4 separate regions of the Mus musculus genome follow, and regions 2, 3 and 4 are each linked to region 1. Evidence: chromatin contacts called from public HiChIP or PLAC-seq and promoter capture Hi-C data. All regions are on one chromosome and are shown on one strand. Each heading gives the region's core, a stretch centred on a gene start, on an enhancer-like site or on the middle of the called end of the contact. The rest is flanking DNA. Distances are from core to core; before and after follow the strand shown. Region 1 holds the start of Akap9 (A kinase (PRKA) anchor protein (yotiao) 9). Region 2 overlaps Cdk14 (cyclin-dependent kinase 14). Region 3 holds the start of Cdk6 (cyclin-dependent kinase 6). Region 4 overlaps Cdk14 (cyclin-dependent kinase 14).

Region 1 (2,993 bases), core at 333-2,832:
TGACCTTACACAGAGGATGCTTATGGGAAACCAACTAACTATATTCTAGAAATACAAGATTAGCTATTGCACACACTCCTTTAACAAACTAATGCTGAGCATGTACCAACGTCTCTCTCCAGTAGGGCCCTTCACTCATTACTGACCTGCTTCCTTTGTTAATGATGTGAGAGAAGAAAAAAGAAAGGTAGGTGCCTTCGTTAGGGTTACTATTGCTATGATGAAACATCATGACCAAAGCAATTTGGAGAGGAGAGGGGTTTATTTAGCTTACAACACTTCCATATCACAGTTCCAAACTAACAAGTACAATAAGCTTAAAATATAACTTAATTATTCCCAGTAACAATAAGGTCTTAAAAAAAGGCACTATATCTTAAAGGTAACTTCATTTTTGGGAGCAAGGAGGTCCAAAGGTAAGCTCAAACAGGTAATTTTACAAAGAAATCATTCTATTCCATTCATAACAGTGTCAAATTATTTAGTAAGCCCACTGGAAGATGCCTACATATAAGTCTGGATTATACATGACTTGCCATACCCGCATACCCACACAAAATCAAACTTACCAAATACATAATAACAAATACATTATCTAAAACAGCAATTCTGTAGGTGTTTTAGTCTATGGAACCTTTCGATGCCCCGAAGTTCCATTCCACACATTACAAAAGAGCCTGCCATGACAAAGACCTCAAGCACGAATATACAAAGAACGGCAAAAACAAAAACAAAAAACAAAAAACAAAAAGAACGCCCCTACAGCCAAGTTCACAGCTGGCACTTGTGGCACACTCAAGACACTGCCGAGGCAGCTGTCACAGGCCAATCACACACACACACCAAGAGTGCCAGCGTGACACCTCAAGAAGGCAGGCTGATGGTCAGCGCAGGGGTGTTCCCGGAATAAAGAAAACCCTAAACCCTTGCTCCGGAAAGCACAAAGCCTGGCCGACTCCCTGAACTCCCTTCAGAAAGTGAAAGGGTGGTGGCTGCGAAGCAATTCCTTAGCAGTTAACAGCCGGGGTGAGAGGGGGTTTTGTGTGGCACCGGGGAGAAAGGAACCAAGCCGAGCGGTGCAGTCATCAGGTCTCCAGCAGCAGCAAGAGAGGGCGGCTCTTCAGCCCCAGCCGCAGCCCCCTAGCCCCAGCCGCAGCCCCGGCCCCGGCCCCAGCCCCAGCCCCAGCCCCGGCCCCGGCCCCGCGGCCCGGCCTCTCCCCCAGCCTCCGCCCCGGGTCACCGCCTCCCGACGCGGCCCGTGGCCGCCGCGCTCCTACCTTCGCCTTGCCGGCTGCCAGCTTCCTTTGCCTCTCCTCGTCCTCCATGGCGTCTGCAGGGTAGGCTGGGACGCAGTGGAGAGGAAAGATCTGTTTAGAAAGAGGCGGACAGAGCTCCGTGGCCACCCGGGACACGCTGGGCGCTCACCGGCGACTCGTGCCGGCCTGCACGGGCCCCGCGGTCACCGCCGCCATCTTCGTCTCCACGTAAACACACGGCGGCCGGCGGGGCGGAGCGGGCGGGCGGGCGGCCGGCGCAGCCGCGAGCGTGGCCCGGCAGGTGCTTGTGCGCGCCCGGCTTGACCGGGGCGGAGGGAGGGTCAGGGTCCGGCGGCCCGACACCCACTGCTCCGGGGACCCGGTGCTCGGAACACGCCGCGCTGCATTTCCAATTCCAAAGCGACCGCGGCCTCACAACAAGGAGCCGCAGTGGAAAGGGCGAGGGCGGAACCTCCCCCCTCCAACCCGGGGAAGCCTGATCCTTCCTTCACCCCAAATCCCTCCCTCAGTTCCCCCACAGGTTCCCTCTCAACCCATAGTCTTCTCCTTCGCCTTGCGCTGGAAGAGCAGCCTACGGTAGAGCCTTCTCCCAACTCTTTGTTCTCTGGAGTGAAGCTGAGACACTCCTAGGGGCTTCCTTCTCCTTGGCAACTGTGTTCCTAAGGAACTCGAATTCGGAATCTAAGTTGGGAACAAAGCCAGTCTACCCTAACTTTCCCTCCTCCAGCCCCCCATTAGTTATTTATTCACTTTACATCCTGACCTCAGCCCCCCTCTCCTCCCATCCCCCCCACCCCACCATGACCCCTCCTGGCTTACCTCTCTCCCCTTCACCTCTGAGGTAGACATTACCTCAGGTAAAGGGCTGGAAAAAGGTTTTCCAAGCAAAAGGGACTATGTTAACTTTGAACTTTAAAGACCTTAAAACAGCTATGGTTCTCTGACTTTACCTGGAGTTCTTGGACGAGCTGCCTAATATTTATGACTGCTCCTGGAATGTGAAAACACTCAAACCTTTGTCCTTTCTATTTCTTGAAATGGCTACTGTGAAAGATTATGCCCAATAAACTTTGTTACATTTTATTGAGCCGTGCTTATAAATCGATTCTTAACATCTTTCCTCCCCCACCTGCTCTGGCAATCCTTTCTTTCCCTTCCCTCACTCCCTCTTTCCCCTCTCCTGCCCCTCAAATCCATTTCTGGAGTGAACGAACCATTTTAGTGTCTCAGATTGAGCCTTTCTTCTTTGTTTTAACATAGGTTTGGACTGAAAAATTAGCAGGTAAGAACTAAAGATATTAGTTTAATCATAGAAGTAGTGTTAACTGGATATACATATGAAAGGGGGAGACTAAAAACCTTAGCTCTATCAGACACCAAAAATGTTTCTAGTACCTGTAATTTAGAAATCTTATATTTCAAACATAATTGTGCCAACCTAAAACAATCAAGTGTGTATTTGCCCCATTTTCTCAGCTGGAATTGGGGACGTGAGAACAGACACCTCATCATAAGAATAAAGGAAAGTAAAAGAGGCTGATCTAAGAGAGGCGTGTTTTTCTCGGGAGCCCTTTGTGGCTCCAGGTCTAGAATGAAGTGTTCTAAACTGCCTGGAGTTAAGTGATGCTCGGTTGATTCTGATTGCCTAGGAGGAGCAAGCCCAGGATATCTGACAGACTTCCTGTTTGTTAATGGGCTCTCCTTTCTCAGTGGCTC
Region 2 (3,138 bases), core at 154-2,653, 930 kb before region 1:
GATCTTCAAATTAGCATATTTTAACATTCAAATCATCATCATCAAGGAATTAGTCAAGAAGCAAATAGAGATGGAAGGTTAAAGTTTATATGTGTGCACCTGTCAGTCCACACACACACATGTGCAAATCTACACAGACATATTCTCAATAATCACCTTAAAATTCTAAGTAACAGAAATAGTGGAATAAAAGCTCATTTTTAAAAGTATAGTGTATGTATAAAACTACATTTCACTCACATAAAAACAGTTGCCATCTCCTGCCCCTCTAAAAGAGGTACTGGTAGCTTCTTTGGGGACTGTGACATTTGTGGGCTAATGGTTAGCACCAGTGCTTTCGTGTAAGATGCTGTGATTCCATAAACCCAACACTATCTTGGCTACTCTACCACTACTGCTACTGCTACTGCCACGGCCACTACCACTGCCACTGCCACTACCACGACCACTACTACTACTACTACTAGGCTACAAGATCAAGAGAATCAGAGTGCTTGCTCTTAAAGACACAACATTATTTTGGGGAGACAGACAGCAGTGAGTCTGGTCTCCTTGGAGTAAGACTCTTGGGAGCACCATGGAGAAGGTATAATTAGAGAGTGGCTCATCCTTACTTCATGATTTTATTCCCTTTATATCAAGACACATCAATAAATGCTGATCCATTTCTTTCTGTTTACCAGGCACTGTGAAAGACAAATATAGCTTCTACCTATGAGCAGATCCTACAGGCTAACAGCAACTATGGAACCTTTGAAATGTTTGAAATATTATATAAAAGCATGAGGGAACATACATATATGCACCCTACACTGATGACATTATGCTTTAGAGCCCTCTGGATGTGCCAGTAGTCAGCTTATTCTTTATTAATAATCTTCATTTAGCACTCTGATTTTTTTGCTATAGAACAATATTGCCCTCTTGAAGAACTATCATATGAATATGAGCAAGGGGGTTATTTCAAACATGGAGTACACAGTTGTCAAAGGAGGGAAATTTCAGCAGATATGGTATGCCAGAAAACATCCTCCTACCTGATCAGATGGGAAGAAACACTGAGAACATTGTTTCAAAACATTTCTTTCCCTTCCAAAATCGTTTGCAGAACAACCTGGCTTTCAAGCTTAAAAAGCATCACTTTTGTTACAGCCTCCTTCCCGTTCCTCTCTTGACCTTTCACCTTCTGTAAGCAAGACACAGACAGACAAACATGCAGGATTTCAGGTGATGGGGAGTTAGCAACAGCCCACAAGTGACAATCTAATAGTGCCTAGCATTTCAAGCTCTCTTCCTTAGCATGTAGCTAATGCCTAAAATGCTAATACTCCTTAAGAAGAGCATATGTTCCAACCCCAGCGCCTTGTCAGACACACTCTAGTCTCTTAGCAATTTTAGGCTGACAGAAGCTTGTTGTTGGCCATATGTCTGTCTTTATGGTTCTCTCCAGTCTATATCCTGTGCAAGTTCAAAGCCTGATGATGACATTGAAAGCACATGTCTTGCTTTTATTAGCCAGCTCAGAACTATTTTATGTGAACACTCTAATCTTGCCATATGGAATTAAATATGCCATATGGATATGTTACAGCTGCCCTGATACATTCATTGTATCCCATCGCTTCGCCCCTTTCTTTATGGACCTTGTGTATCCAGAACTATAATGGGGGAAATTGATTGACTCAGGAAGTACAGGATTGCAGTGTAGTGATTTCACGCTTGGCTGTTGGCTAACAAGGCACCGTAGTCTTTATTTAGTGAGGCCTGGTGGTCAGAGATGAAGAATTATGTGGGGCCCAGCTGGCACTGTTACAGAGCAAGCAGCTTAAAGGGCTGCAGGATTCCAAGTGTGAGGGAATTGTCTCTTCCCAGCAGGTATGGGTTAGATCTAGACAGAGTCTGTTGTCTTCAGGATGCTAGCGGCCTGCCAGTTCATAAATCCAAAACAAAACAAAACAAAACAAAACAAAAACAAAAAATAAATTTTCTGTTCTGAAAGAAGTGGGAAGGATGGGTAGTAGTTTACTTAATGCCAAATGTATTACCTCTTGCTTACTAGATGTTTATGAAAGGACATTTTTATGTTTAAAACATTTTGTGTAATTCTCTATACATGTCTCCTTTCAATTAAGTAGTATATTATATCAACCAATTAATATCTGTTTAATAAAATCTATTTAGTCAGTCTGTTTACTTTGCTGTTCTTGTACATTTAACTTGTTTTGCACACATTTGGGGATTTTTTTTTTCATGTCCTTCCAAAACAATGAAAAAGACCTAAAACTTATATACTGTTTGTATGTGTGTGTGTGTGTTCACTTATAGATTTATACAGTTCTTGAGCTAGAGATTTTAAGCAAACTGATTTCAAGCATGGCAGAACTATTATTACTATGCTAACTCAAAGTGGCTCAGGAAGGGTCTCAGCTTGAAGGGTAGCCTTTTCTAGATTCTGTGTGTACTTAAAGACAATACAATTCAGATACAGCATTTGCATCATTAATCTAAATTGATTACTTTTTACTATAATGAACACAGATTCATTGTTTTAATTTTTATCTCAGTCATGCACAAAGTATTTTCAATGTGTCAGTGTAGCAAATTCTTTTCACAGGTGTCATTGCTAATATTTCCCATTAAAATCAACAGTTTTCTGAGGATTGTATATCCCATGAAATAGACCACACTTAGTCTTTAAAACCAGAAGCCCTTCACATTTCTGCCACACTGTTGTGTCTCCCTGCTCTGTGTCCATGTCCCAGCAGGCAGGCTGTCTATAATTTGAAACCTATGACTCGAAAGTCCTATTTTCAAAGAGTGTGTTTGCTAACATTTGTAAGTCAGCCAAGAGCATCTTTATTACAGAATCATGAACTTGACGCACAATAGTCTAATACAAACTTCTTGGTGTTCAAGTGCAGGCAACTATGACCATAATCAGGCTCTCAGTCTTTGCAAAACATTACTCTACCTGTTAGAAAGCTGAGGGGTTACAGTTGGCCTATAGAATGGGATCAGGGAGCTGGGTGTGGTGGCGCACGCCTTTAATCCCAGCACTTGGGAGGCAGAGGCAGGTGGATTTCTGAGTTCGAGGCCAGCCTGGTCTACAGAGTGAGTTCCAGGACAGCCAGGGCTACA
Region 3 (2,969 bases), core at 69-2,568, 580 kb after region 1:
CTCTCCCTCCCTTTCTTTTCTCAGACAGGGTCTTTTGTAGCTCAGGAGGGTCTTGAACTCTGGATCTTCCTGGTTCAGTGTTCCCAGTACCCAGCCTTGAAAGACATTTTTCAAACAATGTTTAACACTAGGTGTCAGAGTCTAAACTTCTGAACTTCTAAGACCATCAGAAACCATTCTACAACTATAAAAAAAAAGTCACCACTGTGGGTTTGATTGGCAAACACATTCTTACACATTTCTTAAACTTTATTTACATTATGCTCCACCCTTAAAGTTTCCTTCTAATTATCTGCAAGCTGGATAACTATCTCACTCTGTCTCTCAAAAATCCCCCCACCGACGGGGAAAGTTAAGTAAGGGCTGGAGGGATTGTCTGGTTTTGTCCCTAAAAGACACCCAACGCCCCCCCGGAACCCTTGGGGCACGCAGAGCGAAAGCTCTTCAGAATAGCTTGGCTGCCCGGAAGCCACCGCAGGTCTCTTTTTCTGCCCTGTCTAACAGAGTCACCGGTTTTATCTGGGGAAACTCAACTCTTAACTTTAGTTGGGCCACCAGCCGCCCCTTGCCCAGCACCTTCCCGGACCCCATAGCCAGGGCTCCCGGCTCACCTGACCACGTTGGGGTGCTCGAAGGTCTCCAGGTGCCTCAGCACCGCCACCTCGCGGATGGTGGAGAGCGGCATGCCCTCCTCACTGGTCTGCACTCGCACGCGCTTCAGAGCCACGAAGCGGCCGCCGTTCTTCAGGTCGCGGGCCTTGAACACCTTCCCATAGGCGCCTTCGCCGATCTCCGCCACGCACTCATACTGCTGATCGGCGCGACTCAGGCTGTCCTTCTCCATGCTGGCTTCAGGCTGCGGGTGCGGCACAGTGGAACCGGGGTGCTCACTCGCTGCCTTACACGCCTCGGGGAGTCGGACTCGCGGCCGCCGGGCTAGACGGACCGACCTTCTCGCCCGCGGGTGCAAGCCGGGCGCAGCCGCTGCGAAACTCCGCCTAGCCGAGTCGCCGCGCCGCCGCCGCAGGAGAGCGCCGATCCCTCCTCTTCCCCCTCCGCAGCGATTACATAGTCTGCCCACAATCTCTGCACCTAGGAGGAGGAGACCGGAGGACAAGGAGAAAGTGTGATCAGACTGCCCGGGAGACTTCCACAGGGTTCCACCAGCTCCTCTCCTCCTCCCTCTACTCGCACTGGTTGCCTAATCGGGCCGGGTTTCTCGGAGAAAAACCAAGTTACTTTTCTTCCACAGCAGGGCTCGTGCAGTCTTCACGAAGGAGAGGTTGCTGGGGCCCCTCGGGGATGAGCGCAGCGCGGGACGCAGCGGGACGAGAGGGGGCGTGCCGAGCAGCCCAGAGTGTGCCCGGAGCGCGGGGGAGGGGAGGCGCCGGGCGCGTCAATGTCACGGCTCAATATTTATACCTATATTATTGTTCTCCGCTGCCCTCCCTGACTCCAGGGGCCTGGTCGTGCAGGGTATGGGGCGACCTGGGGGAGTTCGGAAGCTGGCGTAAAAGCACCGGGGGTTCACCCACGTGGGGCCGCAGAACGGGGTTGGGGCTCCTAGAACCCTGTAACCCGATGCTGCGAGTATGCGAGTAGGGGTGGTCAGACATCTGCTCGGAAATTGCTTCCTTTCTTTTCTACTTTCAGTTTTTCTACAGGGAGACATTTGAAAGGGACTCGCTCTCACAAATGGTCTTTGGGGTATGGCAAGCTTAGTGGGAGACGAAATTCTGCCTCCGATTCGGAGGACCTCCCTGGTGGAAACTCAGCGAGGACAGACCATCTGGTAGGGGAGGGCTGGGGCTACTAGAGGTGGGAGAGCGAGGGGTCCTGGAAGGGGAGTAGTGTCGTGCTCCCCACCTCACACATACACAAACACAAAGATCCGAAGGATGTGGGAAAGGAAGGTACGTCACACTTTCACTCGTCCTGTCCTGAAAAAGTAACTTCGGGACTTTGCTAGCTAATCGGGACTGGTCCTTAAGTTTTCAAGCCGTGCAAAAGCAACCGCCCTTACGACGGTGGGGGTAGGGGGCAGTAAACGTAGGTCTCCCCGGTGTGAGAAGGGGCTGCCCTTGTGTCGAGACTTCCGAATCCCCGCCCGGTATCCTGGGCGGCTGAATGTCGGTAGCTGAGACAGTCGCTCTGTTCTCCAAAGGCCAGAGGCTAGGTCCCACGCGCGCGGTCGGGCGCCCCCTCCCCGTTCTGTTGTTTAGGGATGACCGAGTGAGCCTTCCCGTCCCACAGCGGCCTTAGTCTGGGCTGGACCTTGTTCCACCACAGCCGCGTGTCCGGAACGGTCTGCATGCGTTTACCTGCCCCGTACCCATCCCCCCCACCACCACGCTCTTCTGCCTGGTATTAAAGAACACATGGAGCGACCCCCACTGGATGCCAGCATAGCACCGCCCGGCCAAGGCAGGGCCACTCCCCGTTCCTTTGAGAGCTTTCCTAAAAAGCTGCGGAAAGGACCCTCCAGCCCTCACCCGGGGGTCCGAGCCAGGTCGAGGGCCACACAGGTAGCGGGAGCAACGGCCTTGGCGCCCGCCCTCCCCCTCTGCCGGTGTCCAGCCTAGGCTCCAGGAGGGGGCAGCCGTCCCACCCCCGCGGGCCTACACCCCCCGGACCGGAGCGGCGGTGCCTAGCCCCCTCCCCTCCTCCACTTTTTCGTAGTTGTTGTTGCTTTCCCACGCTGGCTGAATGTGACTTGACCCCATTTCAAAAAAGTTTGACATAGCGCTTCAACATTTCCGCATTCCTCCGCGACTACAAAGGCTGCAGCCGCCTCCTTCTGCTTTCTGTCTCTGATCTCTGTCTTAGCACTCAATGAAATCCTTCATGAGCCTCTCCCGAAGCCTTGCCAAACGCCGCAAGGGTCGCCACCAGCGCAGTAAGGGGAGGCCGCCCGCGGGACCCCGACCCGCGCGTGTGCGCAAACGCAGATGCGCCCGCGCAGATACGCC
Region 4 (2,888 bases), core at 360-2,859, 990 kb before region 1:
CCCACTTTGACACCTTCGAAGTTGACTTAGAATGTACCTAACAAAGCAATATGCTATGAAGTAAGTAGGTTAGAGATGGACATTCCTGGCCAGCAGAGCAATCCAGTGAGGTAAGAACACAGTCTGGACACTAGGGGGAGCAGCTGAGTCAGCCAGATCTAAAAGTCATCCACTCGCACATTTTGTTCAGTCTTGACGACTTTTGTTATAATTCTATTTACTTCAAAGTAGTTGTTTTAATTTATTTAGTGCCTGGAGAGTTCCCTTCATAATATTTCGAAGAAAATTATTCTCTGCATCATTGATTGGCTTTGAGGTAAGGGAGTATGGGGTGGTCAGCTCTAAAGCTGACATTTTGGAATCATATCCTCTCACAATTTGAGGATGGCTGCAATTACCAGCTGCCTGTTTGTGCAGATTTCAGTGCAGCAATAGAAGGATGTGTAGAGCCAGTCTAGTTTCTCACCACATTCTGTTCTCTCGAAAATGTCATTTTCAACCTGTAAGCAAACAGCTGTCATATTTGGTCTTGGACACACATGAGTGGTATGGCTTCAAGGCCCCAGAGCTCCCCTGCTTGTTCAAACACCACTGAAGCAGCTCCTGGGGACATTCGTCTTCATAATAATGACTCATTAGTTTGGGTCCTCAAAGCGTTGTGTGGCTGCGCACCAGGCACATCCAGGGAAGTCCCTAGGAGTTTGCAAACAGGGAGTGCTGAGAAGAAATGGGAGATGATCAAATAGTGAGAGATACTGTGTGGGCCCTGGACCGTGTCCTAGAACGCCCAAACCCAGATAGAATTGGATTGTGTGAAAACATACGGTTGGGGCCAGTTCTGTGATAAAGAGAACTAGCTGAAGGGTTTTCCAATTACTGATCAGTAATAGCAATATGAAAACAGGGTGAGAGGCGAGTGATCAATGCAATTGAAAAATTATGGCTTGGGAAATATCCCCCTGTGAGTCCTGTGAAAGGAGTCCAATTGTGGTATACTTAGAAATAGCCAGGTTTTATTTGTTCTTATCACATCTTTGGGTAGAAAGATCTCTTTCAAATTTGACATCCTTCTCAGCCTGGGCTTTCATGCAGCAGAGAGCAGGACAGAGTGGAAACCTGGTTACAGTCCTCGATGGAAGAAGAAGATGTTTCAGGATTCTGAGCACAGTCTTCCAGCTCACGCCTTCCTTGAGCATTACTGGGGACTTTCCTGTTGTAGGAGGAAAGTTGGATTCACAGCTAAGTACAAGGGGATGGCTCTGCCAGTCACCCACTCACTTCCTGCAAGTCAGCCTTCTTAGCTCCTCTGCGGGCTCTCACTGCCCTGAGGGACTTAGACCCTGATTTTATTTTGTGTCATAGCCAGATTTCTTCTCCCCTTTTGGGGGGTAGCAAAAACCCATTGTCATTAACGGTTCCTGGGGGTGGTTGAGGGCAGGCCCCATGCCGTTGGCTGTATGTCAGGTGACAGGTTTTGTTCTTCTGATGGACAGGAAATAGCTATCTTCTCTCTTGCTAATTGGCAGTTTGTGCCAGGCTTGGGAGTTGGCAACAGTCATTGTTTTTCATCCTTTGGATTACATTTTGGCCTCTTCATCCAAAAGTACACTGGCTTCTGGTGTGGTTAATGCCGTCCTTCTGCTGGGCAGCTCATTAAGGACGAGCACCCAGCAGTAGTGTCTGAAGCTCCCAGAGCTCCCGGGGGCAGGTAGGCTGCCAGGAGAGGCCTTTCCTGAGCTGTGTCCTGAGCAGATTCCAGCAGGGCTGCTCTGCTTCTGCCAGCATGAAGTGGCAATTGCATTCTTTGACCAAGGTACCAATGGACTAAGAATGTTGTCTAAAATTGTGATCCCACCCTTCTGGGAGGCAGCACTCTGAATGTCTGCAGCACAGAAGGCAGAGTCACATGCAGACTAGGTTTCTCTCTGTGTTCCAGCGTGAGTAGCCTTGGTCAGTGGTAAAGTCCAGCCACCGTGGAAAGTAACATATTGACAGCCTTGAGGCAATGAGTAATAAACAGGGCATCATAGGAAGCCATTCTGTTTACATGGCGGTAAAGGATTCCCTATGTAGTCATGAGCCGTGGGTGAGGCAGAGCAAGCCCAGCCCGCGCTAGCTCAGATATAATCCACTTTGCCTGCTTCAGAGAAGATATGCTCAAAATTATGCATGAGGGAGGAATCACTGTCTGTTCTTAGCACAGAGTTTTAGAAGAGATTATGCTCAGGAAGCCTGGTAATAACTGAAAGTTTGGCTTGACATTTCTAATACAGACATCAGCAGTACCCACTGTGGGAGCCACTAGATTGTCTGCATGGAGAGCTCAACTTCAACTCAATTTGAATTTGCTTGACTGATATGTAAAGAGTCACATGTAGCTAGTGGCGACCATATTCAGTAACACAGTTGTAAATCCATATGTGAAGTATTTGCTTATCGAATGTATACCAGGCTTATACAAGCATGGGCATAATGTCTAAGAGACATTGCATTTTACACCTAGATGTCTGGAGATCTTCCTTGGTATACGTGTGTGTGTGTGTGTGTGTGTGTGTGTGTGTGTGTAAGCCAATATACTATATATACACTATATATACATATATATACATATATAGTATTACCAAGTATATACTTATATTGTATATTTATAAATGTAGAGCGTGTGTGCATATATATAAAATGTCTATACTGATAAACACTCTGAGAAGGCTGTAGCTCTTGAGTATAATAAGTCTGCAGAGGAAGAGTATCAAAGAGAATGGAGAAGACAACCCTCTCCCACCTCTCCCACCTCTTCCGACTGCAGGCGCCATGCCGTTCCCTCCTGAGCGGCTCTGCCTCTTGCCGGTATCTCTTGCTTTCTCCTCCGTGTGTTCTCTGTCTCTGTC

What was found. Promoter capture Hi-C pulls out the DNA fragments that hold promoters and counts their contacts. HiChIP or PLAC-seq counts read pairs in DNA pulled down with a chosen protein or histone mark.
Region 2: an H3K4me3 HiChIP or PLAC-seq map of embryonic forebrain shows a contact between it and region 1, with 4 times the contacts expected there. The contact joins the enhancer-like site here to the promoter of Akap9 in region 1. A contact is called at or near these places in 4 of 39 promoter capture datasets (the 3T3-L1 cell line, cranial neural crest and hippocampal neurons), 2 of 115 datasets of contacts at active chromatin or transcription factors (embryonic forebrain and stem cell-derived neural progenitor cells) and 2 of 9 other capture datasets (embryonic tail and embryonic trunk).
Region 3: a promoter capture Hi-C map of pre-B cells shows a contact between it and region 1, with 2.3 times the contacts expected there. The contact joins the promoter of Cdk6 here to the promoter of Akap9 in region 1. A contact is called at or near these places in 1 of 39 promoter capture datasets (pre-B cells), 1 of 484 Hi-C or Micro-C datasets (embryonic stem cells) and 1 of 115 datasets of contacts at active chromatin or transcription factors (memory CD8 T cells).
Region 4: a contact with region 1 is called in a promoter capture Hi-C map of hippocampal neurons, with 6 times the contacts expected there. The contact joins the enhancer-like site here to the promoter of Akap9 in region 1. A contact is called at or near these places in 12 of 39 promoter capture datasets (the 3T3-L1 cell line, 3T3-L1-derived adipocytes, the HPC-7 cell line and 8 more).

The regions. Positions count from the first base shown.
Region 1 is chr5:3,926,775-3,929,767 of GRCm38.p6, reverse strand. It overlaps Akap9 (A kinase (PRKA) anchor protein (yotiao) 9), which reads right to left and starts at 1,582. Exons shown (of 48, transcript NM_194462.2): 1 at 1,278-1,582. The coding sequence starts at 1,325. It overlaps Gm51438 (a long non-coding RNA gene), which reads right to left and starts at 1,179. Exons shown (of 2, transcript XR_003955841.1): 1 at 1-1,179.
Region 2 is chr5:4,856,791-4,859,928 of GRCm38.p6, reverse strand. The region is part of intron 14 of Cdk14 (cyclin-dependent kinase 14); the gene reads left to right. Among named protein-coding and RNA genes, the nearest start is that of Fzd1, 100 kb to the right of the region's middle. Within about 2 kb of position 1,403, at least 7 of the 459 cell types and tissues checked have an H3K27ac peak or open chromatin away from gene starts, as enhancers often do. A contact at or near this core is called in embryonic forebrain, where this site is marked.
Region 3 is chr5:3,342,242-3,345,210 of GRCm38.p6, reverse strand. Cdk6 (cyclin-dependent kinase 6) reads right to left here and starts at 1,318. Exons shown (of 8, transcript NM_009873.3): 1 at 1,240-1,318; 2 at 612-1,092. The coding sequence starts at 844. Gm36470 (predicted gene, 36470) reads left to right here and starts at 1,652. Exons shown (of 4, transcript NR_168898.1): 1 at 1,652-1,913.
Region 4 is chr5:4,915,817-4,918,704 of GRCm38.p6, reverse strand. All of the region lies in intron 12 of Cdk14 (cyclin-dependent kinase 14), which reads left to right. Among named protein-coding and RNA genes, the nearest start is that of Fzd1, 160 kb to the right of the region's middle. Within about 2 kb of position 1,609, at least 31 of the 459 cell types and tissues checked have an H3K27ac peak or open chromatin away from gene starts, as enhancers often do. A contact at or near this core is called in hippocampal neurons, where this site is marked.